7 separate regions of the Mus musculus genome follow, and all the other regions are linked to region 6. The links are chromatin contacts, called in public HiChIP or PLAC-seq and promoter capture Hi-C maps. All regions are on one chromosome and are shown on one strand. The core of a region is the stretch at or near the end of the contact, and the rest is flanking DNA. Distances in the headings are between cores, read along the strand shown. Region 1 overlaps Nav2 (neuron navigator 2). Region 2 overlaps Nav2 (neuron navigator 2). Region 3 overlaps Nav2 (neuron navigator 2). Region 4 holds the start of Prmt3 (protein arginine N-methyltransferase 3). Region 5 overlaps Nav2 (neuron navigator 2). Region 6 holds the start of Zdhhc13 (zinc finger, DHHC domain containing 13). Region 7 holds the start of Dbx1 (developing brain homeobox 1).

What was found. Promoter capture Hi-C pulls out the DNA fragments that hold promoters and counts their contacts. HiChIP or PLAC-seq counts read pairs in DNA pulled down with a chosen protein or histone mark. Capture Hi-C pulls out chosen DNA fragments and counts their contacts.
Region 1: an H3K4me3 HiChIP or PLAC-seq map of bone marrow-derived macrophages shows a contact between it and region 6, with 3 times the contacts expected there. The contact joins the enhancer-like site here to the promoter of Zdhhc13 in region 6. A contact is called at or near these places in 6 of 39 promoter capture datasets (the C10 cell line, the HPC-7 cell line, hippocampal neurons and 2 more), 1 of 484 Hi-C or Micro-C datasets (stem cell-derived motor neurons), 7 of 115 datasets of contacts at active chromatin or transcription factors (bone marrow-derived macrophages, embryonic forebrain, embryonic stem cells and 2 more) and 1 of 9 other capture datasets (embryonic stem cells).
Region 2: a contact with region 6 is called in a promoter capture Hi-C map of pre-B cells, with 3 times the contacts expected there. The contact joins the enhancer-like site here to the promoter of Zdhhc13 in region 6. A contact is called at or near these places in 10 of 39 promoter capture datasets (the 3T3-L1 cell line, 3T3-L1-derived adipocytes, the C10 cell line and 6 more) and 7 of 115 datasets of contacts at active chromatin or transcription factors (bone marrow-derived macrophages, craniofacial prominence, embryonic basal ganglia and 3 more).
Region 3: a promoter capture Hi-C map of liver shows a contact between it and region 6, with 2.4 times the contacts expected there. The contact joins the enhancer-like site here to the promoter of Zdhhc13 in region 6. A contact is called at or near these places in 7 of 39 promoter capture datasets (the HPC-7 cell line, embryonic stem cells, hematopoietic stem and progenitor cells and 3 more) and 1 of 115 datasets of contacts at active chromatin or transcription factors (bone marrow-derived macrophages).
Region 4: a contact with region 6 is called in a promoter capture Hi-C map of liver, with 4 times the contacts expected there. The contact joins the promoter of Prmt3 here to the promoter of Zdhhc13 in region 6. A contact is called at or near these places in 4 of 39 promoter capture datasets (3T3-L1-derived adipocytes, hematopoietic stem and progenitor cells, liver and 1 more), 2 of 484 Hi-C or Micro-C datasets (CD4 T cells and CD8 T cells), 4 of 115 datasets of contacts at active chromatin or transcription factors (bone marrow-derived macrophages, embryonic stem cells and pancreatic cancer cells) and 3 of 9 other capture datasets (adipose tissue, liver and macrophages).
Region 5: a contact with region 6 is called in a promoter capture Hi-C map of liver, with 2.3 times the contacts expected there. The contact joins the enhancer-like site here to the promoter of Zdhhc13 in region 6. A contact is called at or near these places in 7 of 39 promoter capture datasets (the 3T3-L1 cell line, the C10 cell line, hippocampal neurons and 3 more), 4 of 115 datasets of contacts at active chromatin or transcription factors (bone marrow-derived macrophages, embryonic stem cells, large pre-B cells and 1 more) and 1 of 9 other capture datasets (embryonic stem cells).
Region 7: a contact with region 6 is called in a promoter capture Hi-C map of pre-B cells, with 2.2 times the contacts expected there. The contact joins the promoter of Dbx1 here to the promoter of Zdhhc13 in region 6. A contact is called at or near these places in 2 of 39 promoter capture datasets (the C10 cell line and pre-B cells) and 1 of 9 other capture datasets (liver).

What each region holds. Positions count from the first base shown.
Region 1 is chr7:49,452,506-49,456,345 of GRCm38.p6, reverse strand. Nav2 (neuron navigator 2) reads right to left here. Exons shown (of 39, transcript NM_175272.3): 7 at 2,840-3,840. Among named protein-coding and RNA genes, the nearest start is that of Gm51447, 16 kb to the right of the region's middle. Within about 2 kb of position 1,560, at least 44 of the 459 cell types and tissues checked have an H3K27ac peak or open chromatin away from gene starts, as enhancers often do. A contact at or near this core is called in bone marrow-derived macrophages, where this site is marked.
Region 2 is chr7:49,304,206-49,308,065 of GRCm38.p6, reverse strand. All of the region lies in intron 1 of Nav2 (neuron navigator 2), which reads right to left. Among named protein-coding and RNA genes, the nearest start is that of Gm51448, 44 kb to the left of the region's middle. Within about 2 kb of position 1,930, at least 17 of the 459 cell types and tissues checked have an H3K27ac peak or open chromatin away from gene starts, as enhancers often do.
Region 3 is chr7:49,399,369-49,403,261 of GRCm38.p6, reverse strand. All of the region lies in intron 4 of Nav2 (neuron navigator 2), which reads right to left. Among named protein-coding and RNA genes, the nearest start is that of Gm51447, 37 kb to the left of the region's middle. Within about 2 kb of position 2,476, at least 56 of the 459 cell types and tissues checked have an H3K27ac peak or open chromatin away from gene starts, as enhancers often do. A contact at or near this core is called in bone marrow-derived macrophages and liver, where this site is marked.
Region 4 is chr7:49,776,175-49,779,794 of GRCm38.p6, reverse strand. Prmt3 (protein arginine N-methyltransferase 3) reads right to left here and starts at 1,437. Exons shown (of 16, transcript NM_133740.2): 1 at 1,294-1,437; 2 at 1,082-1,214. The coding sequence starts at 1,318.
Region 5 is chr7:49,475,014-49,478,737 of GRCm38.p6, reverse strand. The region is part of intron 10 of Nav2 (neuron navigator 2); the gene reads right to left. Among named protein-coding and RNA genes, the nearest start is that of Gm51447, 39 kb to the right of the region's middle. Within about 2 kb of position 1,472, at least 31 of the 459 cell types and tissues checked have an H3K27ac peak or open chromatin away from gene starts, as enhancers often do. A contact at or near this core is called in liver, where this site is marked.
Region 6 is chr7:48,787,252-48,790,813 of GRCm38.p6, reverse strand. It overlaps Zdhhc13 (zinc finger, DHHC domain containing 13), which reads right to left and starts at 1,811. Exons shown (of 17, transcript NM_028031.3): 1 at 1,677-1,811. The coding sequence starts at 1,703.
Region 7 is chr7:49,634,794-49,638,253 of GRCm38.p6, reverse strand. It overlaps Dbx1 (developing brain homeobox 1), which reads left to right and starts at 1,419. Exons shown (of 4, transcript NM_001005232.1): 1 at 1,419-1,905; 2 at 2,526-2,627. The coding sequence starts at 1,539.

The sequences.
Region 1 (3,840 bases), core at 311-2,810, 670 kb before region 6:
ATGCCCTCCAGAGGAGCAGGGCACCTGCTTGGTGGTGTTACATCACTGCAGCCCTGTTCTTCTGAACATACATGTGCATTCTGCAATGACCCTGCCACCATCCCACAGAATATCAACAAGCCCTACCTGAAACAGCTGAGCTTAGACTTGAGACTATCGGATATTGTGAACTCCAGTTCTTTTACTGTGCTTGAAAAGATTTCTGCTTTTAAAAATGTTTTTTAGATTTATTTTGTTTTGCATGCATGGCATGTATAAGGTTTTTGCCTGCATGTACGTATGTGCAACATATACATGCAGTACTCATAGAGGCCAGAAGAAGGCATCAAATCCCCTGGAACTGGAGTTAATAGTTGTGAGCCACCATGTTGGTGCTGGGGAACAAACCCAGGTTCTCTGAGATTGCAGCCGGTGCTTTTAACAGCTGAGCCATCTCTGAAGCACCAAAAATCCTTGACATAGACAGCAAGACAATATGGATCCTATAGTTAGGCAGACTTGCGTGTTTTGTTTTGTTTTTGTTTGTTTATCTGTTCGTTTGTTTGAGACAGGGCTTCTTTGTGTAGCCCTGGCTGCCTGGAACTTGCTCTGTAGAGCAGGCTGGCCTTGAACTCCAAGATCTGCCCATCTTTGCCTCTGGAGTACTCTGCCCCCATGTCCAGCAGCAGGCTTGGTTTTAAACGCAGGTTCTTCTAATTACCACATCTGTGACTTGGAACAAATTTCCTGGTCTGAGCATCAGCTGCTCATCTATAGAACTGGAATTTTTTTTTAATATTTATTTATTTATTTATTTATTTATTTATTTATTTATTTATTTATTATATGTAAGTACACTGTAGCTGTCTTCAGACACTCCAGAAGATGGCATCAGATTTCATTACGGATGGCTGTTAGCCACCATGTGGTTGCTGGAATTTGAACTCAGGACCTTTGGAAGAGCAGTTGGTGCTTTTAACCGCTGAGCCATCTCACCAGCCCTAGAACTGGAATTTTAAGAAGCAAGCTAGCGCACAAAACTGGGAAGTCTCAGGGGATTAGGACGAAGAAGCCCTGAGCGAAGTCTTTGCACACATCTGGTTCACAAGCAATCGCTACCTGTCTCTGTGGCCAGTGCCTAAGACCACAGTGGGTGCCCCCAGCAGACACAGGGCAGGGTGCTGTGATCCAATTCCTATCTGGGTCTCTTCTTCCAGTCTCTCTTGACCAGCTCCTCCAGAGACAGCTTTGACCAGAGTGAGTTCACATAGGGAAGTCTGGCCTTGAATATCTGAGAGGTTCCTTTCCTTCTGCCCTTCACACATTAGTCACAAGAAATCCTCCTTCCCATAGAAAAGCTTGAAATGATAATAATTAATAATAATAATAAAGGAGGTAAATGTTTGCTATCTAGTCTACCAGAGAGTAGGCTAGTAGTAGGCCTCACCAGGCCTCTACTGAAAGATGCCCCGGTGTTCTTCTCAACGCTGTTAGCTGATGACTTGACTAAAACAGAACTGTCTGCCAATCAGAGAAGATTGCTATGACTCTCACAGAATGGGGAAGTGGGCAGAGGAGAGTGAACACGGGACAAGAGGAAGCCTGGCATCATCCCTGTATCGCATGGATGCTGGCTAGCTGTCTCCTGACATCTCTAGGGACAGGAAGCCTGAGAGCTCACAGGAACACAATTCAGGCGGGGAGAGAGGGAACACCTATTTTTTGGGGGGAGTCACACAAGCATAAGAAGCTGGAAGTGTGGGTGTGAGTGCACACACCCGGGACTTGTGCAAATGCCCCTATGTGAACACACATTTGCATTGGGCACAGGAATGTGTAACTGTGTCTGAACTTGTGTGCAACTGTTGATGAATATGCCTTGAGTGTGTGTACACAGTTGTGTTTCTGTGTTTTGGGAGTGGGCAGAATGTGACATTGGATCATTTTGCTACATGCACAGGTATTGGGGGACCACCCAGCACAGGACCAGGGAAAGCCCTTTGAACCAAAGCTCTCAGCTCCCTTCTCAGTAGGACAGGAGCTTCCATGAGACTGAAGAGCTCATCCACACGCTTATGGGTGTCTGTCTCAGCGCCGGAGTGTGGCAGGGGCAGAGCAGAGTGGCTCTCAGCAGAACAACAAGGAGCACGGAGCACCTAGTTCTATGTGGGCTGCTGGGGTTCTACAGATGGGCCATCAGAGATCCAGGGCTTCTGAGACAGGAAAATGACAGTGTACTTTAGCCTAATACATTTCTTGTTCTAGAATGGTCCTTGTCAATCTTACTACTACTAAACTACTGTTGTTGTTATTGTTGTTGTTATTATTATTATTATATATATTTTTGAGACAGGGTTTCTCTGTAGCCCTGGCTGTCCTGGAACTCACTTTGTAAATCAGTCTGTCCTTGAACCTGGAGAGCCACCTGCCTCTGTCTCCCAAGTGCTGCGATTAAAGGCGTGTGCTAGCACTGCCCAGCTGGCCCGTGTCAGTCTTATCTCTTCCTCCTTCATCTCTTCTCAAGGAGGTACTAGGAATTGCCAGACTTAGAAAGTGCAACAGCAATGCTGCCATAAGCAATTTTACATAGCAGGGTAGTCTTAAGTCTACTTAGTCTACCTCCATGCTTCTAGTGCTTCAGAAAGGCTTCAGTCCCCACAGGCCTGGTGAAGCCTTCTCATGCTGGAGTCAGCTCCCACTGTCCCCTGCCTCAACACTGTCTTGCTATAGTAGCTGCCCACTTGAGTGCCCCAGGCTAGAACTATGTATTGCTTTAGCTGTTGGCTCACATGTTCCTGATCCCCGCACGGACAGAGCCAGCAGTTAGGCTCTTTCCCCAGGGGTAGCGGGTGCTGCTTACCTGTACAGAAAAGGTGCAACCGTGGCTGTGTTGGGATGGTTGTATTGCTGCTGAGGCTGAGGTAGCTGGACACTGACGGTATTGCTTCCAGTGGTCTGCGTGGTCCCGACGGAGCCGCTGACGGTCTGGCTGCTGATGCTGGGGTTTAGACTGGTCCCTCCGGGGCCTTTTCCCTCCGAGGATGCCAGGCTGGAGGAGGAGCTAGAGTGCCTGCTGTCCAGCTGGGCCTTCTGGGGAGGGAGCCCTGAGCTCAGCTTCCCTCTGCTCCTCTCTCCTTCCTTGGGAGGTATGGGGGCACTTGGGGACTTCGCAGACACGTTCTTCATTCCTGGTTTTGGTATGCCGCTGTGGGACGGAGCTGTAGCCTCCTTCTTGGTGCTGTTGAGCTTGCCCCCTTTGGGGATAAAGCTGGCGATCTTGGAGGACTTTTTCGGCATCTCAGTCACAGCCACCCCACTGAGATCTGCCTTGGTTTCTTCCTTGAGGTCAGGCCTGTCGGTCACGGAGACTCTCTTGGTGAGGTCCTTGCCCTTCTCCTTCTCTTTCTCCTTCTCCTTCTCCCGCTGCTGCTTCTCCTTCTCTTTCTCATTACCCTTTGGGGAGCTCTTCTTATTGGTAAGCGCCCTGCTGAAAGTCCTCTGTGCAATGCCCTTGAGTGCAATCTTGGGGCTGCTGGATGCAGGGCCCACGGTAGAAAGTGCCCTGTTGGCTGTGGCCTCCAACTCTTCAGTCTCTTCGAAGCTGGGCAGGATCTCTAGTCGCTCGCAGCTCGTGTCCCGGGATGCTGAGCCCTCACCTGCTTTGGAGCCTCCCTTGCTGTTGAAAAGTTTGAGCTTTTCCAACATGGATTTCTGATTGTTAGGGGCAGGCTTCATGGCTTCAGGTGTGGGCCTGGGGGCCTCGGGCCCAGCGGGTTTGACGGACAGCATGGCTGACGTGGCAGTGTGCTTCACGCTGAGGGACTTGCTACGCCAAGGCTTGGAGGTCATGCTGGGCTGGGG
Region 2 (3,860 bases), core at 681-3,180, 520 kb before region 6:
TGCCTCCTGAGTGCTGGGGTTAAAGGCATGCGCCACCACGCCCGGCATTTTAGCAGTTCTTTTTCTCTCTTCTTGCTGTGTAAAATTCACACTACAAGGAAAAGCTGGATAGAAAGAGTCGTGACTACTTCCCCAAGCTTGGCCCTGCTGGCCATTAGGGGTACTGCTCCCTTTTTTGTGTGGAGAGACACGTACACACTCCTGGATCTTGTACACTCACCTCCTAATCAGAAGGGCAGCTCTTCATCACCCACCAATTACCAGACCCTGAGCCTTAAGCCTGCTGCATCTTCTTCCTAATTTTCACAGCACCCTGGAGGATGCTCTGGTCCCTAAGCACCGACCAGGAGGGAGGTTGAGGTCTAGAAGTCACATGACCAGAGGAGATTACAGGTGTCCTACCACAGCCTGGGCTCTGTGCTCGCACAAACTGCAAGTGGGGGAAGGGTGCTTGCCTGGGTATCATTTCTCACGCCACTCTTACAGCTGGATGCTACTGCTTCTCCTCTGACACCAGCTGCTCCAGCAATGGCTTCCTTGCTGGGTGCTACTGCTTCTCCTCTGACACCAGCTGCTCCAGCAATGGCTTCCTTGCTGGGTGCTACTGCTTCTCCTCTGACACCAGCTGCTCCAGCAATGGCTTCCTTGCTGGGTGCTACTGCTTCTCCTCTGACACCAGCTGCTCCAGCAATGGCTTCCTTGCTGGGTGCTACTGCTTCTCCTCTGACACCAGCTGCTCCAGCAATGGCTTCCTTGCTGGGTGCTACTGCTTCTCCTCTGACACCAGCTGCTTCAGCAATGGTTTCCTTGTCTCTCCATGCCCCGCCTAACACCAGTGAATCCATGGGAAGGGAGCTGAGGGGTGACAAGAACGTCACAGATGCCGTCAACCTGCTGGCTTTGCCTAAGCTTATCCTTTCTCAGCAGGAGCTTCAGGCCCGAGCAGTCACCTCCTCTCACTTTCTTTCATTGAAAATCTACCAGTCACCCTGCAGAGATAACGCAGAGAGATCCAAACGTTGCCTCTAAGGACTCTTGGTCTTTTTGTTGTTGTTGTTAAATCCAATTATCTTTAAAATAAAACACGAAGCGAAACCTGCTCCCCTGTACATCCAGAACAGGCTTCTCAGGCCTTGGCTTAACTGACTTCGTGTTCATTGAACTGCATCAGTGATTAAAGGTCCGGTGGGTGCCCACCTCTGCTCCCTGCCCTGTTGTGGGTGGTTATTCACACACAGTTGACTTCTAAGATGTTCTCAGGAAACTCCCTCCTGCTGAGGGCCAGCAATGATGTCAAGATAAGAAAGGTTTGCTTTTCAGAGCCCCATCCCTAGACATTCACCCAGCAGCTCGGGCCAAGTGGGACCCTAGACTGTGTCTCATTTAGCATTGAAGAAAATGACAAGAAGCTTGACGGTGCCCGCTTAATCTACACCAGTGACTCAGACTCTAGGCTGGATCCTGGATACAGACTACGTTATAACACCTTTACAGGAGGACAGAGAACTGCAAAACCCTCTTACAGAAAAGGCAACGGGGTCAGATTTAGTAAATGGTAAGGTTAGAATTTAAACCAGGAGTCAGCTATGAGCAAAGGCCCTTACTGATGCAGTCCTTGGGTCCACTAAGGTCATATCCCTAGAAGAGCAAGTTCACAGCAGGTTGCTGGCAGCTTTGATACATTGATTTGCAATGTATGTACCGCCCCTCGGACTCTATAGAAGGGGCTGAGGCTCACTTGGGGGAACACATGAGCCCCTCTGAATTACACGACCCAGGCATGCATTTTCCTGTCTGGGCTCAGAAGACTATGGGGGTACCCGGGATAGTAATTGTTGCCTTGTGCATGCTAGCAGGTTGTCTAAGCTCCTCTATCCTTCCTCTGCCTGGTTGGAAGAGAGGTGCAGCCATCTTGGGTGGTCCTTACAGTTCATTTGAAAAGTGAGACAAGTCTAAAGACCCAGCCAGACCCAATAAAGGCTGACCCCCTGACCCATGCAGAAGAAAGCTCTCTCCATTGGATAAAGAGACAGCAAAGATGTCCCAGTTCTGACCTCAGGCACCTGCCACCAGGCCCCAGATGGCACGTACTGGTATGCTCTATGGTTTCCCTGCCTGGCACAGATTCCTCTTTTTTTCTTTTTTCATAAAATCCATTTTCTTCATAAAAACCTCTGCAGTTCAGACTGGACCCTGACTCTCCTATACTGCATTGCAGACTAGCATCTCCGACATGGCTTGAGGAGGAAGGAGGGGGACTCTGGCTATCCCACATCAGGCTAGGGGAAGGTTCCAGGAAAGGATTAAGGAGCTGCAATCATGACCCAGAGCAGCAAAGGCGCGTAATGTCTGCTTATGTTACAGCACTTAAACCAAGCTGTAAAATAGTAGCTTAAGGTTACACAGGCCAATCATAACACATGCAGGGTGAACACTAAGGTGCACTTGTCTAACAAATACTTCATTATGTGAAGACTTAGGCCCAGTGTCCATTATTTTGCTGGTGTTGTTTTTAAATAGCATCTTTAATGAGATTGCCCTAATAGGTAGGAATTCCAGTTTATCCATCCTATTTTCTATTGAGCTCTTATATATCAAGCTCAGAATGGGATCTGCAAAGTGGGAACCTTTCCCCCCAACCCCAAATGCGATGGGTTTATTTTACCCTGATCCACTGGATGCTGAAGGCACTGACCAGACCACAGCACTCTCTGACTTCTGGGGGAAAGTTTACAATCCCTGCCAGCCGAAACCATCAGATAAAACAAAACAGAGCAAACAAACAAACAAACAAACAAAAACTCCACCACATCTTAAGCCAAAGCCAGACAAACCTTTGGATCCCATTTCCTGCTTGAGATGGGAAAAAAAAAAAAATCAGCCCACCTGGAGCAGCAAGGAGAGCACTGCTGGTCTCACCTTTCCTGGGAGGGAGCAGCAGTTACTATTTGGAAATGGAGGGAGGGAAAAGGCGTCTGAAGCCTGCAGGCTTCTTGCAAGCTTAAAATGGAGCTACCACACTGTGAGAGGAAAAATAAGAAGAGGGGCTGCACGTTCCCACCTTCCAACCCCAAATGAGCTAGACCACAAGTGAGCAGCACCCATGTGCATCCGAAGAGACTACAACACAATGCTGGGCAGGGATCCAGCAGGCAGACCACGCTGCCTCAAGTCCTGTCTGGAGAACGCAGCTCTGCACCAAGGAAATGACCCTTGAGGTGCAACTGCAGAAGCCTCAGGAATTAATAGGTGGAAGGGATGGGGACATAAGTCAGTTCAGCTCTGCTTCTTGTGCGAGCGCGCGCGCGCGCGCGCACACACGCACACACACACACACACACACACACACACACACACATACACACACACACACACACATACACACACACACCCTTCAAGATAAAAAGAAATACCAACTGTGGATCGGGGGTTTTCCACTCCAGCAACAATTCAGGATGTCAGGGAAGAGACCACAGTAGAGCTTGTGAGTCTGCAGTGTGCCCTTACCAGCTTCATGGTGGAATTGTTCTGTTCCCAGCGCCACAGCATCACGCTCATCTTACTTCAGGGTGAGGAGGGTGGGGGAAGAGGAAAGGAAGAAGAAAAAAGGAGCCGAAGCACCTGTCGTTGGTCTGGCCCGGGCGCCAGGTCGTCCACCGTTCTGCAGCCCCTGGGGCATCCCTGGCGGGCCACCGAGGTCACTCCGCCAAGCTCTGGGATGAGGGGGGTGGAGGGGAACCAAGGCGGGAGCAGAAGCCCTGCGCTCACAACTCTTGAGTGCCGTGCTCCCTCTGCGCGATCCAGTAACTCCCCTAAGCCCAGAAAGCAGACGCTGGGGCCCCTGGGACTCCGGGTTGTGG
Region 3 (3,893 bases), core at 1,227-3,726, 610 kb before region 6:
CTGTATGTAAATCATATAACTTGCAATCTTTTGTACTGGCTCCCTTTACTTAACACACTTGTTTGTTTCATATTTTTGTTTTTAACTTTATTTTTTATAGTACTAAGGATTGAATCTAGGGCCTTTCATATTCTAGGCAAGCCTTCCACCACTGGACTGCATCAGCAGCCCTTAGCATAAGATTTGTACAGCCACGTTAGAACTATGCATTGGCTTTACAGCGCTGCATAGTGTATCACTGTACGGGCATACCATATTTTCCTTATTGGTTCCCCGGTTGATGCACTGTTAGATGTTGTTTTCAATATCACAAAGAACTCAACAGAGGTGAAAGCTCTAAAAGCCGTCTATCCTATCCTATGGGTGGTCCGTAACAGACAGTATCCCAAATAGCTAGAATTGTCTTCTGCCCGCATTTCCAAATGGTATTTGTCTGGTGAACCAGTTCCATAGAGGAAGCTGAGAGACCACAAGAATGTTGACATTTCCAAGGCTATGGAAGGGAGCCTCACTCTGCATGTGACTGGTCAAGCTCACTCAGACTTCTTACACAGGTTAAAAATAGGAACACCCAGAGTGAGGTGCCCACCCCGGGAGACTCTGGCCTGGCCACCTTCTTTTGAATGGAAGGCCAAACGGCACAGACCATTCTGTTTCAGTGATGTAAGGACACATACCTTCTCTGGTTTTTGCCTGGCCCTTCTGTTCCCACTGGCTTCTACTAATCCACTTAGACATAAGTACTAACTTACTGTAGATATAAGATAAATCTGCATAGGTGATATAAGTAATGCCAGGCATGACTGCTAAGTCAAAAGATGGGTTGTTTTTTCTTTTGTTTTGTGGTTTTAGTTTTTGGAGATAGGGTTTCACTATGTAGCCCTGGCTGTCCTGGAATTCCCTTTGTAGACCAGGCTAGCATCAAACTCAAAGAGATCTACCTGCTTCTGCCTCCCAAGTGCTGGGATTAAAAGTGTGTGCCATCACCAGCTGGCTTGTTTTGGGTTTTTAGGACAGTCTGGCCTGGATCTCAGTATACAACCAAAGGTGACCTTGAACTTGTGATATCCCTGGCCCTACACCTCAGAGGCTGGGCTTGGAAGCATGCCCCTCCATACTTCATTTATATGGCCAGAGATTGAATCCCTGCTTCTTGCATGTTAGGCATGCACTCTCCCAATAAGCATGTTACCAACAAAGACATCTCTGACAACATTATTTTGTTTCAACACTTTTTTTTTTTTTTTTTTTTTTTTTTTTGGTAAATGGAGTCTCACTATGTCTAACTTTGCTTGATAATCTCTAAATGGACCAAGCTGACATCAAATATTATAGACCTACAAGCTTTGCTTGGGATTAAAGGAGTGGCTACCACGCGGTACTTGTTTTAATTTTTTTTAATTAATTAGTTTATTTATTTATTTTGTTGTTTGAGACAGGGTTTCTCTGTGTAGCCCTGGCTGTCCTGGAACTCACTCTGTAGACCAGGCTGGCCTGGAATGCAGAAATCCACCTGCCTCTGCCTCCTAAGTGCTGGGATTAAAAGTATGCGCCACCACCGCCCGGCTGTCTTAAAATTTTTAAAAGAAATTTATTTTATTTTTTTACTTAATCACTTTACATCCCGATCACTGGTCCCTTCCCAATCACCTCCTCCCTCCCCTTCTCCTCTGAGCGGGGGGTTGGGGGTGGGGGAGGGAATTCCAGTTGAGTCAGGAAGTCCTGTACAACAGAATAGCAATATGAACAAACCTGCCCCAAGAGGAGGGACGATTTTGAGTCAAAGCATAAGGAAGGGGGCGTTGTAGAGGATAATTATGAAACTCCTCTTCAAGTCCCGCCAGCCTGTGGGTCTGTGCATGGCTCCCAGTGATGAGCCAGCTGTATAACTGCCTCAGACCACCCAACCAACCGCCCTGCTCTGGAGGCCCTGTGTCCCACCAATGGCACCATCTGTGGGGAAGAGGGGAGAAGCTCAAAGAAGCAGAGCCTGTGGGAACCCTTGTTCAGAAGAGCATAAACTGCCCCTCACTGCCACACTTTGTTGATGTGAGGACGGTCAGTGGACACACGCCGCCTGTTCCCTGCTCTCAGAGGCAACAGAGACACTTCCTGCTCTCCCACCCAAGATGTAAGGGGTAGCAAGTAGGCAACTGATTTCCTGTGAAAGGCACGCACGCCTTCAAGCGTTGCCCGGGACTGCTGAGTCCAGGCCCTCCCACTGGCCTCTGCCCGTGTTCAGAGTCACCTGAATTGTCAGAAAATCATCATAGTGTTTTTTTGTTATTGTTGTTTTATTTTTATTTTTTTAAATAATGTTGTTTTAATGTCTTTTGTTTTCCCTTTGAAGCCAACTGATTGCCGCGGGCTCCTCTTGAGAAGCAGCTGGCAGCTGGAAAGCCCCACAGATACACCTCCGCCCTTTCCCAGTGATTACAGCTGGCTCTGGACCGACCGACAAGGCGGGCGGGCCGTGCGCACCTGTCCCGCGGTGCCGGGTAGTGCAGGCCTGCCCCGACCTGTCTTTAGAGAGCCACACAGAGCCTTTGTTCCAGGCCCAGACAGCGGGTGCCCAGGGGCAGTCGCTACTGCGATAGTCCACAGAGGTGATGCTGGTCTGAGTGGCCCCCTGGCCCACGCCTCCTGCACTCTTCGTGCCCTTAAAGCTCTAGCCCTTTCTCTTTGCTCTTGGAGATGTGCCAGAGTCTGCCAGTTTAAGCCTGCCCTGCCCTGCCCTGCCCTGCCCTGGGGTGATGTTTTAAGATCTGCCCTGCGCGCAGTCCGTCCAGACTCCACCTGTCATATCTGACAACCTGTTCTGGGAGAGGGGTGGGAGTTGGGGGGGGGGGTGCACTTCCTGGGAATATCTGGACTTTGCTCTTCCAGTCCATCCTCCCCTGTGGTGGCAAAGCAGGGGTCGAGAATAAGGTGTACTCCATTGAGGGCTAGGCACTCTGGGTACTGTTTGGGGTACCTAGCTCTGTAAGTTGACTGTGACTAACAAGAGTTGTGCTTGTGGAAGTGCAGTGCCCAGTGCAGTTTTTTAAAAAAACAAAACAAACAAAAAAACACAGATGCTCTGCTTGTATAGCCTGGGTGTCTTCTAAGAGATAGGGCTGCGTCTCTAGCTTTTCCAGGGTGAACTGGCACTTATCAGAGATGTCACTCATAATCTGTCTTTGTGTGTGGTGTGTTCATGTGTGTGCACATGGGTGTGTCCATGCACTCTCATTACCGGACCTGAAGCTTACCACCTGGCTAATTGACCGGTTACCTCCTGTCACCAACCTCTATCTTCCTCAACTCCAAGTCCTAGGTGTTCGGGCAAATCGTGAGAAGCCATGACCAGTGGGGCCCTGCTCAGGTCTTCATGCTCGCACAAAAAGCACTTCAGCCACTGAGCCATCTCCCGGCCCCATTCAGCTTCCAGCCAGTTTCTCCATCAATAACCATGAGTCCTGTAAACTCTACGTTCAGCCGTGAGAACAGGAGCCAATGCAGACAAGCCCAGCAGAGCACAGTTAGTATCTGTTCGGTAAATACTTCCTGTAAAGGCATCTATGCCTTCTGAGTATAAGAGAAGGTTGAACAAATGAAGCAGAGAGACAGACAACAGGCAGCTGCTAAGTGGCTAGAGTTCTCCTCCAGGCCTAAGGAAGGAGGCAAGACTGCACAACTCTGTAAAAGTCCCTGCAGATGCTCTCGTGGGAGAATAGAGACCTGCACCATTCCTAGACACTAAGAGGAACATGCTCTGCCACCTACTGGTCATCACAGGAATAGCACAGAAACACTGAATTTGTGTCTACTACTGAAGGTTCCAACAATGTACACTAAACCCACAGATGAGACTCATAGCTAAGGCAAGGGCAACCTTCTAAGGATTTTTCTAT
Region 4 (3,620 bases), core at 188-2,687, 990 kb before region 6:
ACAAAGCACACAATTATACAGCTGGCACATTCCCAAAGTGCCAGATTTCAAGTGACCTTGGTAGTCCTACAGCACCTGCACTACAGCGTGAAGAATAACACTTCTTTTGTATGTAACCTCCAACACTGAAGGACACGAACGAATATACAGCAGAGACTCCGCACTTCACTTCTGTATGCCTAGCACACAGGCAACTCTCAATGTCTGCCAAGACAGGTCATCTGGATCATCCTCGCAGCCTATCACAGGGCACTGCACCACAGATGCTCAATAAATACAATAAATACGAGTGTGCAGTCATTCTCCTCTCCAATGAGGCGCCACCTAGGACCACTAATATGCCACCAGTCAGCACCAGGAACCGACACAGGGGGCGGGACCCAGCAGCGCTAGTCAACATCAATCACCCCTTTTTCAGCCAAGTCACTTCCATCTAAGATGCAGGATTTTAAGTGAAAAGAAGGTGTGTCCTAGGAATATAAACAGCAGCTTCGTGACCTTGAACAAGTTGGTGGCTCTGCAGCCTCATTTTCCCCTAAGTACAAAGAGCATCAGTTCCTCCCTCAATCATGGAAGTGAGCTAGTTCTGTCTAAATGGCTCAGTTGAATGTTACATGAGAAGAGAACGTCCTATTATAGGATGGTAGAAATGGAAGCGCGCTTCCAGTCTATGCGCTTTCAAAGTCTGGTATCCAAGGAACAGAATGAAAAACACCCAGCCTTCATGGAATCCCTAATTTAGGACTAAGGTGTGAAGTTCAGATTTTTTCTGGGTGTGTTTTCGAGAGGGTCTAGCTTGGTGACTCAAGGCTGGCCTGGGATTCCTGACCATTCTCCTGCCTCAGCCTCCAGAGTGATGGTATGCCAGGCCTGACTTAGTATGGGGGGTGGGGGGGGGGAATTAGAGTGAGGGGTGGGGTTGACTGGGCTGCAGAGGCAAACCCAGAGCGCGGTCCCCGGCTCCGCCCCCCCCGGACCACGTGAGCAGCCCCTTGTCAATCAACCGTCCCGCGCGGGCCGGAGCCTCGGGCCCGCCACGTGCTCGCTGGCGCTGCGGCGCGCCTTCCACACCGGCACGAACCTGTCACAGAACAGGCAGGGTGTGTGCTGCCGGCCGTGCGCGGGCTCAGTGTCCGCGTCCTCGTCCTCCCAGCCCGCGTCGTCTCCGCTGTCCGACAGTTCCAGGGGCTCCGGCCCCAGCTCGGCGCCACGGCCTGCAGAGCACACACGGTCAGCACCGAGACCCGCGCCCGCCCACCCGCGCCCCGCCGCCCTACGCGAGGGGGCACCCACCGTTCCCCGCCGCTAGCGAACACATGGCCGCCGACCAAGCGCGCGGCCGCACAGCGCGGCACCGGAGCCGGGAACGAGCGGCGCGGGTGCGCGGGAGCCCCCAAAGCGATCCACACGCGGAGCGTGAACCGTCCGGAGAGCGCTTCCGGGTCACGTGGGCGTAGGGGGCGGGGCACCGCTCTCCGGCTTGGACGCTTGCGCAACCGAGGCGCCGGCGCTTACAAGGTTGAGCACCGACTTATCGCAGCGCCCTCTGGCGGCAGAGATGGCCAATGCAGGCCAGGCTCGGAGGCTCTGGGGAAGACAAGAAAGCCCCTTAAATTAACCTGTATGCTGATGTATGTGGGTGTGCACTCAAGCCCCACACCCCTACTAGGGGTTAAAGTGATAAAGTGAGAACCATGGGCTTTACAAACACCCTAAGTTTGAACTCTATTTCTGAATGCTTGAATTCTAAGCATGAGCAGGTAACCTGCCTTCTCTTGGCCTCAGTTTCCTGACTGGTAAAGCACTCTCATGACTGCAGTAACCTGATGGTTATGGTAAGACTTACACGTGTGTGAAAAGTTTAGGCATTAACTTGAGCCTATACAATGGAAACAGGTGGACTGTGTGATATGTGCCAACAAATGCTCTCTGCCCTGCCTGTGGGGTTAGGGAGGATACCAGGGTTCCCGAGTCTCAGGCTGCCTCCTTTCTAATATTCCTAGTATCTAACAGTGGAGTTCCCTTAGGCAGGTGGGAAGCAGTAATTCTGGGTAGGTAAAGCCTCCAGGCTGCAGATGAGGCTGGACTCTGCATGGGGCATGTTTGAGGACATGGCCAGCTAGGCCTGCATAGTATAGTGTCAGACAGCTCAGTTCAACTTCCCACCATGCACACCCTCGAGCCAGTGTACTGCTGATCACTGAAGCTCTTTGGTGGGCAGTTCCTCTTCCCCTCTGTTGTGTTTTATAAAAAGATAAAGGGAGAAGGGATATGTTTTGGTGGAGGTGTAGTCAGGTGGGGGGGGGGGGGGAGTGGTGCCTCTGCGGGCCCATGCTGAGGCACCTCTTCCCCCTGAGGGCATGGTATAGTAATAGTATAGAATAGAGTTTATTCAGGGCATGGGGAGGGGAGTTAAGAAGGTAATAGAGACAGAAAAAGGCAGAGAGAGAGAGAGAGAGAGAGAGTAGCGGATTAGAGGAGTAGAGGCCAGCCATGAGCACGTGGAGAGAGAGGGGGGAGGGAATGGGGAGAGAGGGGGGCAGGAGCCAGAAGGCAAGAGGACTCAGAGGGGACAAGCAGCCCCTTTTGTAGTGACTCAGGCATACCTAGCCAGGTAACAGGGGGGGGGGTGCTAACACCCTCCCCCAACAGGATTTTGCTCACATCATAATTTTTTAAAATATTTTTGAGAATATCACACAGTGTCTCTTGATCATATGCCTCCCACTCCTCCTCTTAATTCCTCTCAGATCCATCCACTCCCATGGCCCTACCCCTCACCTTTATATCCTTTTAAAAAACAATAACATGGATTCCAGTTTCTGGGGTCCATATACTCTGGGTTGGGGGACAACCACAGGAGTGTGGTCAACCTACCAGAGGTCACAGCCTTAAAGAAAACTCCCTCTCTGAGAAACATCCACTGTCATAGCTCCTCAGGAGTGGGTACTCAAGAATCCCCAGCCACGCCATGTTAGAATGCTGACTGGCTTCTCTCGTGCAGGCAACCCCAGCTGCTAGCTTTACGAGTGGTCCTGGTATGTGCAGAAGACGGTTTCCCTCCAGTCCTCCCAACCTCTTACAGCCTGCCTACCCCTTGTGAAGGTTTGAATAAGTATGGTCCTCCCCACAGAATCATATGTTTGAACGCTTGGCCCATGGAGAGTGGCACTATTAGGAGGTACGGCCTTGTTGGAGTATGTGTGGCCTTGTTAGAGGAAGTGTGTCATTGTGGAAGCAGGCTTTGAGGTCTCCTATGCTCAAACTCCACACAATGTGGAACTCAGTCCCCTTCTACTGCCTTTGGATCAAAATGTAGAACTCTCAGCTCCTCCAGGACCATGTCTGCCTGCACAATGCCATGTTTCCCACCATGATCATAGACTAAACCTCTGAAACTATAAGCCAGCCCCAATTACATGTTTTCCATTATAAAAGTTGTCTTGGTCATAGTGGTCTCTTCACAACAATAAAACCCTAACTAAGATGCCCCCCTTCCCAGTCACATCAACCATTTCTAAAAACAGGTTGTGTTACTCTGGGAACAGCCCAGGTCTTCCTTATTGTCTATTACTGTCTATTATCTTCTCCACCTCCTCTCCCTCCTCTTCCTCTCTTTT
Region 5 (3,724 bases), core at 223-2,722, 690 kb before region 6:
GAGACATCTTGGAAGTATCAGCAGGGAAGCCTTGGGTTGAAGAAGTTAGTGAGCATGTACTCACACATACCCACACTGACATATACAATACTAAAATTTTATAAGCGCATATTACAGAGTCTGCAAAGATAGCTCAGCGGTTAAGAACGCTTACTGCATTTGCAAAGGATCTGGGTTCCATTCCCAGTACCACATAAGCTGAGCACGCTAGAGCATTGGCAGCACTCGGGGGGGGGGGGGCGGAATGTCCCCTTTACCAGGATGATTGGCACTGGTATATCCTTAGAAGGGACCGACGTGATGCAGACTTGTAAGTGGACATGTCTCTTCCTATATAGCTGGAGCCATGGGGGTGCAAGGATGAAGCCAGGAGTAATTTAGAAGCCAGGTGACCAAGCACAAAAGCAAACTAGCCATCTCCTTTGATAAACAGTAGCCAATAGTGGAGAGGACCAACAGCAGTCGGGTGCAATGCTGGGCAGGCTGAGGGAAAGTACAGTCTGGGAGAGGAAATGAGGCTAATACCAGGGGCCTCCAGAACACATAATTTGCCTTAAATAAACGCAGCAGGAGCTGTAGTCGTAACAGCTGTGACACACAGGCTAAGGGATGGGGGTCGCTGATGGGTTTTCTTTCCACTCTTTAACTTGCTCCAATGCAATACTTTCACAAACAAGATAAGCTGACAGTACCATTTAAACGTGGCCGAGGGTGTGGGGGTGGAGCCAAATTCCGTAAGCCACTCAGAAAGTGGGTTTGATGCTATAACCTTTAATAGCTTTTCAGCCCCTGCCTTCACTATACTCAAGAGGTATAATGACTGCTTTGTGGGTAATAAGCTTACAGAAGGTCTCAGTAGCCGTAGTCCATTGCTCCTCTGAACCCTTCATCCTGGGGCTTGGGATCTGACTCAGATGGTAGAGTGCTTGCTTAGTAGAGACTAGCACCACGTAAGTGGGCATGTTATTGGCATATACCTGCGATCTTAGCACCAGGGAGGTGCAAACATGAGGATGAGAAGTCCAAGGTCACGCTCAGCTACATGGCAAGTTCCTGACCAGTCTGGGATGCATGAAACTCTGTCTCAAAATGAATAAACAAAATCTCTACTCCCCTCATGGTCAGATCAGCTGCCAGAGCAGGAAAGAGGCCTGTCTGATGTTGTGTTTATTTTAACAGGCCTGGGTTAAATATTTTCTTAGAAGAATCACCTTTGGAGTTGCTCTGAATGCCCCAGCCTGGCCTGATCTATGGGGTCCTGTCTTTCCAGGAGACTTTTCCCTGAAAGCAACACCCAGTTCTGTTCCCTTGACCGTGAGACCACCGTGACTCCGGGGTGAACCAGGGCATCCTTAACCCTCAGCTGGAAGATCTTCCTTTGAAGGAATCCCCTTGCAGTCTCTTACATACACAGCATTCCAGGCTTGGAAACACTCAGGACAGGGAGTTCTGTGTTTCTGTTCTCTGCAAACAGCCCCACCCACAACCTAACAGCTCTGACTGGCCTTGAATTCTTCTGCACTTTCACTGCAGGTCATCTTCATGCTTTAGGCAGCGAAAATGCAAGTCTAAATTCCGTCTGTGGTCAGAGCTTGGTTCTCTGGAACCTTCTGTTCACTGAATGCTTTCTACACCACACATATCTAGTTTCTATATGCAGAGATACTATGCTCCAGACTTGGAGCTCTGTGTTGTCATTCACCTCCCAAACAGACCCCAGCCTTGCTTTAAACTCCTTACGACCAGGCACCAAGAACCCAACAAAGCTTTGACACTATCCAGCCAGCAAACACTCAACTACCTCCCTTACTCACTATTCCGCTATCAATCCAAGGGAGGGCAGGCTTTGGAGAGCACTAAACATTAGACACCTCCAGCAGGGGGCAGCAACGGAAGAGACAAGGCTGGGGTCTCAATGGCTGAGTGCTCAAACCGGTAGCCCTTTGCGGGTGTGTGGTATGGGATGTGACACTTCTCCTGTGATCTGTTTTCAGGTCTCTGATGGGAATAATGACACAGTGACAGTACTAGACAGTGCCTTGTCTTCCCAGGGCCTGCAGTGCAGGTTATGCCTCAGCGATCACTCACACTCTTTTTTTTTTTTTTTTTTTTTTGGGTTTTCGAGACAGGGTTTCTCTGTATAGCCCTGGCTGTCCTGGAACTCACTCTGTAGACCAGGCTGGCCTTGAACTCAGAAATCCGCCTGCCTCTGCCTCCCGAGTGCTGGGATTAAAGGCGTGCGCCACCACGCCCGGCTGATCACTCACACTCTTAAAGAAACCTGACCATTCCTCCCTGAGAGGCCATCCACTGTGGATAGCTTATCAGCTAGGAGTAGGGCTCTGCTCATGAGCTAAAGTGTTGACTCACTTAACCTTGTACAGGTCTTGTGCAGGGAAACCACAGTTAATGTGAGTTCATGTGCGCAGCTGGGCTGATCTTGAGTACACTGGTTTGCTTGGGTTTCTTCAACCTCTTTCCATCTTCTCTTCTACGATGGTTCCTGAACCTTGCAGAAGGAGTGTGGTATAGACATTCCACTTATGTCTGACCACTCCATAGATATTTATTCTCCTCACTTTGATTGGATGAATAACACCTATTCTTAATGTTCTTAGCAGCCCAGTGCTCTGAGTCCCACCCTTCTGAATGTCCCTAGCTAGCTCGCTCCTCACTCCCTGTGGCTTCACATTCTCCTTATCACATTTTTGTCTTCCAATCTTTCTCCTCAAATGAAAGGCCACCTTGGCAAAGACCTGGGAGCACACACATAGAATCTAGCCTCAGAGAATATTTGGTTCTAGATATTGCTACCCATGAGACCCAGCCAGGCACCTCCCAGAGCTTCAGTCTCCTGAAAGATAAATAGGGAACCGGGCAGTAATAGCATACATATATTAATCCCAGCATTTGGGAGGCAAGAGGATCTCTGTGAGTCAGCCTGGTCTACAAAGTGAGTTCCAGGACAGCCACGGTTACACAGAGAAACCCTGTCTCAAAAAAAAAACAAAAACAAAAACAAAAAAACAAAAAACAGACAAAACAAACAAACAAAAGTAAACAGAGAACGAAATCAGCCTCTATCTGGAGGAACTGTTTGGTCAGTTGAAGAAGAGGTGAGACAGTCCTTGTATATATCTAGATTACCACAGAGACCACCCACACTGTGGATCAAATAGATAAATGTGTGGGCCTGGTGAATTGACTGTACAGCCTTCTACCTCCCCCACAGAACCAACACCTCATCTACTCCCCCCGCCCCCGAGTTTCTGACTACTTGAGTTGACATCACCCTTTAAATTTGCCTGCTCAAATATTTGAAATTCCTAATCGTGAAAGAGATGACCAGTCCATTACAGACACAGCTCTGGCAGGAGACCCATACGCCAACATGCAGCCAAGATAATCACAGACCCCTGCTTCCCCTTCCCAAAATCAAGGAGGAGATGCGGCCATGATTTATAGCTAGGAGGACTTCTGCTTAGACAGAGTGTATCATTTCATATCTGAGTCTCAGAAGGCACCAGCCACAAGGAGTCGAGGCCAGTGGGTCTGTTGGCCACCAGCTCAGGAGTAAGATGAAACAAAGCCACGGCTTCTCATGAGCACTGGTCTCATGACTCAGGGATGCTGGGGACCTGGAAAAGGGTACAAAGCTTCCTCTGAGGCACACATACTTTCCACTATGGTCCCTTTCCCTACGAGACGCTCTAGCTTTGAGCTC
Region 6 (3,562 bases), core at 562-3,061:
AGTAATATGGCCTGCAGCCCGGTGTACCTGGGAGTTTCTTGAGCAAACAAAAACTGTAAAAGGTGAGGTATTAAGCATAACTGAGATCCAGGCAGGCTAGGAAAATTCTGACAAAGCAAAACAAAACAAAACAAAACAAAACAAAACAAAAAGACCTATCGGCACTAAGAAGCAAATTCAACAACAGGGATGCTTTGTCTGTTTTGTTCATGAAGAATAGAGCCCAATTTCCGGGACACATTTACAACACATTTACTGGATGGATGAATGGAATCTCGGCTTTGCCACTCAGCTGCTCTCTAGCGTGTGACTAGATTGTCTTGAGTGTCCGTTCTCACTTTTAAAATTAGAAATAATTACTCTTACCTAGCTCACAAGTGAGTAGTGAAGACCAAGACTGGGAGATTTCTAAGAAGGGTAAGCTAGCTCTTCACGTTATAACTGAAGAAAGCAGCCATGGCAACTATCATTAACAACAGTCTATCTTGCCCCACCAACCTCAACCTCTAAAATCATCCTCTCCCTTCTGATGTCATGGAACCTGAGCTGGGTTATTTCCCTCTTAGCATGGAGGAGTAAAGCTAAGCTCTCACAGGCTTTTATTAATGAGTGACAGTAATTAAGAAATGAGGCCTACTCTTACTGACGTTTGAGCCTGAGAAAAATAATGAGAGACTGTTTCATGTAAAGAGTCTATGTTCTTTCATAGTAATTCAGGCTCCCTGCACATCATTTTTCATTTCTTTTAAAATGCAAGAACTCCCAATAAAAACACCTCAGCATGTTATTTTCCACTTAAACCTACACCAAACTGGTTGAAGAAGAAAAATAGAGAGCTATGAAGAACACTCTTGGGATTGGGGAATTTTTTTTTTTTTAAAGAGTCCAAGCAATGTGACAACCTCAAACTGCTTGAAAAAAAAAAATCAATCTACTTCTAGCATAACTTGAATTAGAGACTGTGTCAGTTTACTCTCCTGTAGATGGGGATTTCTTTTGCTTAAAAACTTTGAAGCTGGGATAAAAAGGTGCACATAAATGCATGTAGCACACGCTAAACATTTGCTAGGATTGAAGAAGCCTGAAAATATTAAGTTGTAATCTATTCAATGCCAGTTATAAGTCTTTAGAGTAGTCACAATCAAAAGGGACAAATTCTTAGTTCTCTTGGCTTTTATAGCTTCCCCTTTGGCCTCCTCTGTCCTCTGGGACTAATCTAGCCCTTCTCAGAATAGAATCCTTGGGGATTTTGCAGATGGTACCACGGAGCGCCCTTCCTCCTGCCTCCACAGCCTTGATGCTTTCAAGGAGTAGGAAGGATGTGGGTAGCAACAAGAGCTAAGACAAGGTGGAGAGAAGGCGGCAGCCTAGGCGCTAGGGCTGATAATTTCTCAACAGAATCTCTCAGACTCCAGGCTAAGGTCTAAGGCTGGCTGTGCTATCTGAGGTGTGTCACCTGACACCTTACAGGTTCCAGCCGACTTAGGCACCGGTGCGTGACGCCCAGCCGCCGAATGGAGGCGACAGGAGGGCCCGGCCTCGCTCTGCGGCCACCGCAAAGGACAAGCAGCATCTTTCTTAGTGTGGCCAAGGCCCAGATCCTGCTGTCCTCGCGGAACCGCCTCACCTGGCCGCGGCTTACGTCCCCACCGCCGCCCACGTCCAGCCGCGCTCACCTGCGAGCCCAGGCCCGGGCCCTCCATCACGACCCGCGCCCGCTCGGCCGCGGCTCCAGCGCAAAGTGGCGGCCGCGGCTCTCCAAGCACGCCTCAGCCGCCTCTCGCCCACTTCCGGCTCGCGCTCCGCCCTCCTAACTGCGCGCATCCTAGGGCTGTCAATCCGCCACGAGAAGCCAATCCCCGATCTCTCTCTCACGGGGGCGGGACTTTCTCACCTCTAGAGAACTGCCGGTCATCCCCGCCCCCTGCCCCGCCCCCGCTATGTTCTTTCCTTCAGCCCCACCCTTGGCACCACTTAGGGTTCCCACTCAGAAGGCTCTACAGGTGCAGGTTCAGGCTGTTGTTATTCCAACGTCCCCGAGTGGGCTACCCCAAAGCTAGCTGTCCTTGTGGAGTTCTCTCCCTCACCTCAATCTTCTCAACTGTGAGTCAAGAACAAACTTCATGTAAGCGTTTGGAAAATTAACTGAGGAAAAGTATTTACAGTCCCACAGCAGGGGTTTTGGCAGATGAAGAGCATCCTGCCTCATGGACAACCTCACAGATGTTAGCTGTTCTAGGCATTGGGAGTTCCTAACTGCTGCTCTTCAGTCATGTGCTCTTGAGCAAGATACTTTTAGCATCAGGGCCTGGTTCCTCATAGAAAGCAGAAGATGTGAGCGGTGGTAAAGGCACTTGCCAACAAGTGTTACGACCTGAGTTTGTTCTCCTGGATCATGGTGGGAAGGGAAAAGTCTTGATGCTTTCCACTGATTCTTACACACACACACACACACACACACACACACACACACACACACACACACAGCTCGTTCACCATGCCACCTCCACACACAAGTAAATTAATAAATGAAACAAAAATACGTTTTAACAAAAAAGAAAGCAGAAAATATGAGAGTTCCACAGGGAGGGTGGAGATATAACTGAATAAGCCTCTCCAGTCCCTTTTGGTAGACTGCATGGAGGAGAGGGCATATAAGTCTTGCACACATTGGTGGGCTATGAAACAAGAATACTCTTGGTTCTTACCAGTGGGGAGCTCTCTCCTACCTCAGTGTCCAGAAAACAATAGGGCTTTCCTGAGCCTGGACTCAACTCCGTTCTTTGTGATAATTCCTTGATGTGTCTGTTACCAAGCCCAGCTTGGTTAGATCCTTAGAGGCTAAGTCAGAATTAATATTGTGACTCTATGAAACCATGAAATAAGTGTCTGGAAATAAAGTGCTGGGTTACCCATGAAAAAATATTACCCTGAAACAGTAAAATTATAAGTGTATTATTATGGTCAGTGGCCCTACTTATTGGGCACACCATAGATTACCCATAAAGCCTACACCCACTGAAGATGGGAAACACTGTGTTTGTCTAGGAACTCCCAGTGCCCAGAACAGCACCGAGACCTAGAAACTATTTACCATAATTACAGTGACTAGATGGGTGGATGTACGAATGTGTCATCAACTTTTATGATGCTACGCAGAGCAAACTGAGTGACAAATCGAAGGATGGGCAAGTGACTTCCTCCAGAGCAAGAGGAAAGGCAGGTGGTTTGGATAACATAGGATGAAGCCTGGGGAGGCTCTCCAAGATGAGAGATCCTTGTAATGTAGTCACTGCCTGATCATTACCTAATCTGGTGTCTGTTTATTGATCACTTAGCGTGCATTAGCAACTGTACTGGTGCTCTGCATACGTTATATCTAATCCATGGGATGGTTTTAGCTGATTCCATAAATTCCCAATTTGCTTAATGCTTGGCAGAGAGAGGGTTCAATATCATTTCTTTTATTAGTTAGTGCTTTGGCCAATGTAATTTGGTTCTTTCCTCTTATTAAGGTGCCGTGGAACTCTAGGGAGGCTTGAAATCTCTCCCATGTTTTTGT
Region 7 (3,460 bases), core at 170-2,669, 850 kb before region 6:
GCTCTCCAGGATTTTGGTTGGAGACATTAAACTTAGGAAACCCTTTTCCCTGTGTGAACTTAGTTCTTCCTCGTAATTTTTATTCATTGCTCCCTTGCAGTGAACCCAGAAGCTGGCACAAATAAATGTGCAGGAGTTAAGCGCCTCGAAATAGCTGGAGTTGTGTCTGAACTTTCAAGGGCTCTCTGGCTTAAACAAAGAGTTAGGTGGTGAACGTCAATGTTTCTAAAGGTTGGGAAAAAGAGACCCTGACAGGTTTGCGCTAGCTACCGGAGGAACGGAGCTCTCAAGGTTTTGAGCCCTTCCCAAGTGGAATTCCCAGCCCGGTTAGGTTCAGGGCTCTGCCAGGCTCCTTCCTCCTTCAAGTGAACGGCCTTGCACTCTGGGCGGAGTCCCAAAGAAGTTCTCTGAAAACACTCTCTCTCTCTCTCTCTCTCTCTCTCTCTCTCCCTCCCTCCCTCCTCTCTCTCTCCTCTCTCTCTCTCTCTCTCTCTCTCTCTCTCTCTCTCTCTCTCTTCTCTCTCTCTCTCTCTCTCTCTCCCTCTCTCCCTCCCTCCCTCCTCTTTCCCCCTCTCTCTTCTCTCTCCCTCTCCCCTCTCCCTGCTCCCTCACTCCTTCCCTCCCTCTCTTCCTCTTTTCAGGTTATTGGGAATTAGAAATAAATAGTTTTCCCACTAACTTTGGAATTCAACTATTCTCCGGAAACAAAACAAAACAAAACAACACCCCTCAAATCTTCCCAACCCTGACGGACTGTCATCGGATGGCACCGGAGTTTCTATATTTCCAAGTCTCCCTGGGTGTGGGAGTGGGACTTCTAACCCATCCCTCGCATCTGCTCTACGAGTCCCATTGAGTGAGAAATAGCTGGAGACCGGTATGTTTTCATACTTAAGGGCTTGAAATTTTCCACACGGCCCCTCACACACAAGGGAGAGTTATTTTACCGATAGCCTGGAGATGTAGTTCTATGAATATTTATTGATTTATTTTCTAGTCTCAGCAGGAGGCCGCAGATAAATTTAGTGCGTTCTTTAAATAATTCCTTTTCTATGAGGCAAGATGTCATCTGAAACTTCTAAATAGGCATTTAATTAGCCCGGGTGTTGCTTCAGAACAAAAACCTCCAGCGAGAGCTTTGGGGACTCACTGTATAGCAGAGAGGCCGTCGATGCACAGCGTTGATGAGCGCCGGCCTTTGTTGCCGCCCCATTGTGAGGGCCATGCTTATGAAGACTAATCCAATCATAAATTGCATCCCTGAACCAATCAGAGAGCCTGGAGCCTCCCGCGAATGAAGCCCGAGTGGAGAACTTTGTTGAACTTCATTGTCAGAGCTGTCAGTTTTCAAAGAGCTGGAGCGGGCGGGCCACTATAAAACCATCTCCTGGACCGGAGAGCCACAGAAGACTCGCAGACGCCCAAGTAGGACGGTTACCAGGATACTGAGCCAAAGAGGGCATCGGGGGAGGGGCGGGAAGCCAGGCGCTTGCCCTCCGGCCCAGGGAAAGGGAGCTACTGCCAGACCCGCTCTAACCATGATGTTCCCCGGCCTCCTTGCGCCTCCCGCGGGATACCCTAGCCTCCTGCGACCCACGCCCACCTTAACACTGCCCCAGTCCCTTCAATCCGCATTTTCCGGCCACTCTAGTTTCCTAGTAGAAGATTTGATCCGCATCAGCCGGCCTCCCACCTACCTGTCCCGCAGCATACCCGCTGCCAGCCTGTCACCCCCCAGTCAAGAGGCCCCTGCAGCCCTCGCCGACTCGGGGACCTCAGACCTGGGCTCTCCTGGGTCCGGGAGCCGGCGAGGCAGTTCTCCACAGACCGCCCTCTCCCCTGCCAGCGAGCCCACGTTTCTGAAGTTTGGGGTGAATGCCATCCTTTCCTCGGCGCCTAGAAGAGGTAAGATACAGCCGTGCCCTCGACGTGCGTTCCGCGGCCTGACAGCCACTCAATCCTTCACAAACTTGTTCCTCCGCGCTTGTTAGTGCACATTTCCACGCAGGAACTCAGACCTCAAGGGCCAGGTTACTGATTATGAAACGATGGTACTGAGGTTTTAAGGGGAAGAAAAGTCTCAGGCCTTACGAGTATCCTCAAAATGAACTTGAGCCCCGGGCCAGTGAGTGCAGTTCCTTAGTCGGGCGTCTCAGCGCACGCGCTTTGGTGCCTGCGTTCCCGCCCTCAAGACTAGGAAAGAGACTTTTTGCTTTAAACCCAACAAGTACGTTTATTGTGTTGGTTTGTACTATTATGGATAGATCTGCAATAGCCCACCCCACCCCTCCCTATTTTCCTAAGTCTCTGGAATGGTGATGAAATGGGGGCACAAATGAGACGACGCTGCGCAAATTTATTTTACTTAGTGAATACGTTCTAAAAGATGCCTCTGATACCTGCTGCAGTGTGAATTAGATCGTGTACGCGATGCTCCACACAGTATTCAAACACATGATCAAATTCATTCTCTCTCTCTCTCTCTCTCTCTCTCTCTCTCTCTCTCTCTTCCCTCGCCCTACCAGAAACTTCGCCCGCTTTGCTGCAGAGCCCTCCTCCCAAGACGTTCGCCTTTCCATACTTCGAAGGCTCGTTCCAACCCTTTATCAGATCCTCCTATTTCCCAGGTAGGTCTCTTTCGTGTTTTTCCCGCTCCGGGCTGGACAGCCCGTTCCAGTCCCGGCCGGTCGCTCCCTACCCCGAAGTCGTATTTCTCCGTCCACCCCTCGGGGTTACGCTCTGGTTCAGAGGTTGCGAGGCGTACAACATTCACGAATCCGTCGCGCCAATTTGATACCCCATTTAGCACAAGCAGTGACTGCTTGACACTATGCACCAATTCCCTGCTCTACAAATTAGCAAGAATTGTCATGGTCCACATTTGAGGCGGTTCCCTTCCCGGCGAGGAGCTGTTGGCATCCCTTCATGCCGCCGTTTCCCACAGAGTTGGTGCACTTGGCCACCATTCGCCACAAAGGTCTCAGCACCGTGACCAATTGGCCAGCTCCTCCGGCAGCCACACGCAGACCGGCCCTCGCCCCTCCACGCCGCCGAAAAACACCTACCAGCCGCAGCTAATTTCCTGTTAACATTCATTCAGGGCTGCTTTTTTTTCCCTCCACAAGACCGCATGGGGTGCCCTCTTGTGTGCGATGCTTGGGGGTTACCTAAGGGTAGGAAGTCTAGATCCTCCCGCGACCCCAACCTTATCTTGCCAATTTGATTTCCCAACCCTATATCATGCCGGTGGGCTCTTTCTGTAAAAAGGAAACAGTTGACAGAATCCCGCTATGGGTCCTAGTCTACAGGCGAAGAAGCACCCTCAAGAGTTTTCATGCTGAGAACTACGAGTGTTCAAGCATTGCCTCGAACACTTTAAAGCTGCTTTAAAAAGCAGGGAAGCCCCCTAGACAAGAAGGGACCAGAGCCAAAGTGCAGTGGGTGGGGGCAGGGCAAGACC